2 separate regions of the Mus musculus genome follow, and region 1 is linked to region 2. The links are chromatin contacts, called in public HiChIP or PLAC-seq maps. All regions are on one chromosome and are shown on one strand. Each heading gives the region's core, a stretch centred on a gene start, on an enhancer-like site or on the middle of the called end of the contact. The rest is flanking DNA. Distances are from core to core; before and after follow the strand shown.

Region 1 (2,700 bases), core at 177-2,676, 310 kb before region 2:
GGATTTCTGAGTTCGAGGCCAGCCTGGGCTACAGAGTGAGTTCCAGGACAGCCAGGGCTATTCAGAGAAACCCTGTCTCAAAAAACAAAAACAACAACAACAAAAAAATTTGTTCTCTGTAGCTTTCTTTCCTCATTTTCTCCTTTTGCTCTTTTAAAACTTAAGGAGACCGAGACCCAAGAAAATACTGGAAATTCTAGGGGGCCACATTCCCCAATTTCCTGTTGAGGGTTCCTACTACTCTGGACTACACACAGCAAGGAGCTGTTTAGTGGAAGATAAACTTATTGCCCAAAGATTCTGGAACACCTCTAGCTGAGCATCAGGCTATAAATAGGAATGTCCCCCACCTTCTACACACACACACACACACACACACACACACACACACACACACGCACACACTTGAAATTGGGCAGAGGATGGGCTTATTCACTATTCAGGGAGTTGCTTTGCCAAGGTCTCAACCTACCTCTCTGCTTTCTACTTCCTGATTCCAGGCCCACTATGACTTGGCCATCAGTGTTGCCAGTCAATGGCTAGATTGCTCAGAAAACTTAACTTGGCTCCAGTGGGAGAAAGTGTAAGTTGAAATATGTTTGTTGGTTTTCTTTTTGATCTATCTATTTATTTAGTGTGAGTAGAGAGATATGTATATGTATGGATGTGAGTGTATGCATAGGTCAGAGGTCAATGTCTTCCTCTGTCACTCTTCATCTTATTTTTGAGATAAGGTCTCTCTCCCTCTGAATCTGGAGTTCACCACTAGCAAGCCTAGCTGTTTATCAAGCTCCAGAGAGCCTCCTGTCTTGGCCTCCATTTTTGGGCGTTAGGATTGTAGGCTGTACCACCATGCCTAGCTTTTTATATGAAAGATGGGGGAAGGCTCCAAACTCAAGTCATCATGTTTATATACATTTTACCACCTGAGCCATCTCCTCTGCCCTTGTGGTTTTTCCTTTTAAAACATGACTAATTGATGGAGCAAGTTCCAGCCCTATCTGGTATCTTCCTATGAGGCCCTCTGATATAGAAACACAGAGCAAACTTCTCCTCCAGCCAGAAGCCTGAAGACACATTACAGATTCAGCTTGGGGACATCATAGGTATGCTCACAGATTTTGTATTTGTACTCATTGGTTTCTGTTGAGTTTTTTTTTTTAAAACAGTCTTGCCTGGGATGTGTCTGCTGAGAAGCACAGCTTCACTGTATTGTATACAAACTCCACACCGGTTAGTTCTGTAGGTAAAGACTGAGACTGCTTCCCAAGGACGAGTTCACAGGTTCTGGAGCATGTCAGCACTTGAGTCCATGGGATCATTGTCTTCCCAAGATTATCAGCATTTTCCTTCAAGGGTAGTGACTCAGCAGACTCAGTCAACCGCTCAGGTCAGGAAACGGAGAGGCAGGATCAAATAGCTCAGTCCAAAGTCCAGATGTTGTTTCTCTTCCTCGATCCTGGCTCAAGCTCCAGGTGAGGCACTGACAGTAACAAGCAGAAAATCCAGTTTGGATAACCTTAAGGAAGGAACAAGAGCAAGGGGTGGGGCGGGGTGAGAGAGCAGGAGAGGGGGGGTGGAGAGGTGGGTTTGGTTGTCTCTATACCTGAAAAGTTTGGGACTAGGATTGTCGACATTGGAACTTAAAGCGCAGGCTGGTGAGATATCTCAGTGGGCCAATGACTAGCCACAAGCCTGACTGTCTGAGTTCCATGCCTTGGGCTCACAAGGTGGGAGGAGAGAGCAGAGCAAACTCCCTCAAACTGTCTTCTAACCTTCACAGGAACTCCACAGTGAAGCAAGTGCCCCCCTCCTCACCCCCCTCACACACACACATGTACAAACACACCAAGTAAATGTGATTTTTTTTTAACCTCACCAGCTGCTACCAGGTTCTACCTCCAGTATCTTTCTTGTGGGTGGACATTATTAGTGTCCTTTCACTTCATAACCAGATGGATTTAAACAAACAACAAGCAAGCATGACATGACTCAGTTGTCTCTGTTTCCTGATTTGTCTGTCCATGAATCACCCTGGCAAGACCCGTTCAGAGAATCTAGGGGTATTTTCAACCTCCCTACAGGTGTGCAAGCTTACAGTAAAGTAAAAACAGGTCCCCCTGAGGAGAAAGAAGCATGAGAATTCCTGCTAAGAAAGCCATAATCAGTTAATTACTACAGGAACCATGGATATTTATAACAGCTTTAGTGAAAGCCAACAAAGAAGAAAAATACATCACTTGGTTGGCAAATTAAAAATTCAAAGACTCCTAGTTGGTGGTGGCACACGCCTTCAATCTTAGCACTCCAGAGGCAGAGGCAGGTAGATCTCTGAGTTCGAGGCCAGCTTGCTCTACAGGGTGAGTTCCAAAACAGCCAGGGCTACACAGAAAGATCCTATCTCAACAAAACAAAACAAAACAAAATTCAAAGTACATGTTTCATTGGTTCATGAAAATCAATTATATTAATCCTATTTAAAAAGTGGATAACACACAGTCATTACTTATTACTTATGAGTTAGTGTCACACCTTAGCTTGTGTCAAAAAGAACAAGAATAGGAGTTTCGAAAACAGGTCTCAGTCAGTCAGCACTTAGTGTATAGGCAAGGGGATCTGAACTTGATCCCCAACACCTACACAAAATATTGGGTGAGGTGGCACAAAGTTATAATCACAGCACTGAGGAGACAAAGATGT
Region 2 (2,700 bases), core at 21-2,520:
GTTGGTTTCTCCTCCAAGAAGTAAGGATGGCTCACTTGAAGTTACTTACATTGAATTCTCACCAGTTGTACTAACACACACTCTCACTACATGCCGTCTTCACACTGTAGAAGAACTTTCCATGTTACCTTGAGAATGAACATTGTCCTCACCGAAATGCCCATGCAAGTGAGGCTCCACACAGAACTCATCATTTCTGTACTGAGATGTATTGTCAGGTTAGTTCATATAAGAAAGTTCCCAAGGAACTTAAACCTGAAGTCTGTCACTTTTTCCTATCTGGTCAGACTCAAAATCATCATTTCCACTAAAGGGTGTGAAGAATCTTCCTAGTATATGTGACCTATTGAAAATGCTGCTGTCAGTTTCGATTGGCCTGCCCGCCCCTATGGACTGGAACTTGTTGAGGCATAGATACTGTTCTTTCCATTGGAGCTTTTTGCCCTTCTTTATCCCTCACGTACACATGGAGTCCCAAGTACCCAACTGCAGGCAAACCTGAACAAAGGGTTGTTATCAAAAGTGACAAGGAAGCTGGGTTGTATATAAAGTGCTGAATTCCTTCCTCCCATGGAAGAAGCTTAAATACAGAGGTTGTTTGTTTGTTTGTTTTAGCACTGCCTGAGCAGTGGCATTAAAGTCAGTGCATTCTGATCACATGTGATGGTGCATACCTTTAGTCCCAGCAGAGGCAAATGGATCCATGTGAGTTTGAGGCCAGCCTAGTCTACATTCTGAGTTCCAGACCAGCCAAGGCTACATAGTGAGACCCCGTGTTTAAAAAAAAAAAAAAAAAAAAAAAAAGCTGATTATTTTCTGTTGTTCTATTTGCATTTTTACTTGCCCACCAACAGGGCATATGGAGAGCATCTATGGAGAGTAAATGTCCAATAAAGCTGTCACATATGTGCCAAAATAATAAACTGCACATTTGCCAGCAACCTGGCAAAAAGTTTTCCATTTACCTAGTTCAGTTCATTATATTTTTAAGAGAATTGCGTGTTAAATGTTTGGTCTGCATTGTGGGGTGGGGAAGGGGGCAGGGTACAGGTGAACTGAGCTTGAGAGAAGAAAGAAGTGCTATCCAGAAGCTTCGAGTGTTCCACCCACCGTAGCTTCCTATTTATTCAGCCTTCATTTCTGAGAGCCCTTGCTCAAACAGACTGAATTCCTGGATTATGGCCTCATGTGGACTTAAATACACACACATTACATACCCTGTTCTCACTAATCAGCCTGACACATTCCTTTGTTGGTAAATGGTTCCAAAGCAAACACTGTCAGTGCACCTAATTACCAGGTTTGTGGGCTGTGCTTGGCAGTCCTGTTACATCCTGTTCAACAACAGAGGGCAACAGCCTTGGCTGGGCCAGGCTTAAGGAGGGAAGAACTTACCCCCAATGTCTATAGTCTTTTTTAATGATATTTCCTTTCTGTGGCTTTTCTTGGGAAGCAGCCCACTTAAGGAGTATTGTAATAAGGTGTGTGATCTTAGAAAGAGCCAAAGGAAGCCTGGGCTCCCCTTCCTAGGTGCCATTCCTGCGAAACCACCCGCTTCTGTCTGCTGGCTGCTTTCTGACTAGGACTAAAATGCTGGGCACTTTGTTGGTAGCCCTCTAACAGACCCTTGCCAGGATTTAGAATCTTCAATGTCTATAGATGGAAGGGTCTCTGAAGAGGTCTCTGAGAGGAGAACAGACCAGAAAGCTGGTGAATGACGGGAGAGAGTAATGAGAACCAATATGCAGTTCTTCTCTTCTTTAGTCTCCTGGCTGCCCACCCATCCTTGTGTTGATGTACTTGCTGTGTCCATGAATGGTTGACTTGATTTGAAGGAAAGAAAACAAACTTTTCAGCACAGTGCTGGGTGGCTTGGCAGCGGCATCAGGCAGACTTTTATTTTCTTTTGCTAAAACAAAAAACAAACAAAAAGAAAACCTATATTCAAATAATAACTTAGCATATAACATTGCACCATGGCTGGCTCCATATTCTCATGTCTAAACACTTCAGAATGTCTGCTAACAGACAAAACCTGCATGAAATACTTGGGCTGACCCTACCCTGTATGGCCTTAACCTCTTGATTAATAAAGCACATTTATAACTACAGTCCTCATGGTTGTCTCAGTAGATTGCTGTCAAGACATGTTCCCTTACTGAGTTTCTAGTTAGGTATCTAGGTTGCATGGCCTTGTCTGTACACATTCCGGATGACCTAATTATCTGTTGCTTACAGAAGAAAGTGACCATCATTGATTAAAATCCTGTTTTTATTTCTAATTGTAAAAAGAAATGGTACTCACTGTAGAAGACACAAAAAATATAAAGAAATTTCCATATGTTATTATTTTTCTACACATATTATTTTTATATTTATATATGAACATATATAAAATAAAGTCATGTTGAAATGCAGTCCTATATCTTTCATTGAGCACATACCTCTGGCTCCAAATATAATCATATTTAATCTATAAATGTTTATTGGTGAGTTCTTTAATTGCTTTTAAAAATCACAATATGGGCTGGAGAGATGGCTTAGCCGTTAAGAACATTGACTACTCTTCCAGAGGACCTGGCTCAATTCCCAGCTCACACATGGTGGTTCACAGCTGTCTGTAACAGCAGTTCCAGGAAACCCAACACTCTCACACAGACAAACATGCAGGTGAAATACCAATGCACATGAAATAAAAAT

What was found. HiChIP or PLAC-seq counts read pairs in DNA pulled down with a chosen protein or histone mark.
Region 1: a contact with region 2 is called in a FOXA1 HiChIP or PLAC-seq map of pancreatic cancer cells. The contact joins two enhancer-like sites. A contact is called at or near these places in 1 of 484 Hi-C or Micro-C datasets (liver) and 1 of 115 datasets of contacts at active chromatin or transcription factors (pancreatic cancer cells).

What each region holds. Positions count from the first base shown.
Region 1 is chr1:65,117,422-65,120,121 of GRCm38.p6, reverse strand. D630023F18Rik (RIKEN cDNA D630023F18 gene) reads left to right here. Exons shown (of 8, transcript NM_001285882.1): 3 at 501-583. Gm36358 (a long non-coding RNA gene) reads right to left here. Exons shown (of 3, transcript XR_373471.3): 3 at 1,108-1,483. Among named protein-coding and RNA genes, the nearest start is that of D630023F18Rik, 4.4 kb to the left of the region's middle. Within about 2 kb of position 1,426, at least 46 of the 459 cell types and tissues checked have an H3K27ac peak or open chromatin away from gene starts, as enhancers often do. A contact at or near this core is called in pancreatic cancer cells, where this site is marked.
Region 2 is chr1:64,807,856-64,810,555 of GRCm38.p6, reverse strand. All of the region lies in intron 7 of Plekhm3 (pleckstrin homology domain containing, family M, member 3), which reads left to right. Among named protein-coding and RNA genes, the nearest start is that of Fzd5, 71 kb to the right of the region's middle. Within about 2 kb of position 1,270, at least 63 of the 459 cell types and tissues checked have an H3K27ac peak or open chromatin away from gene starts, as enhancers often do. A contact at or near this core is called in pancreatic cancer cells, where this site is marked.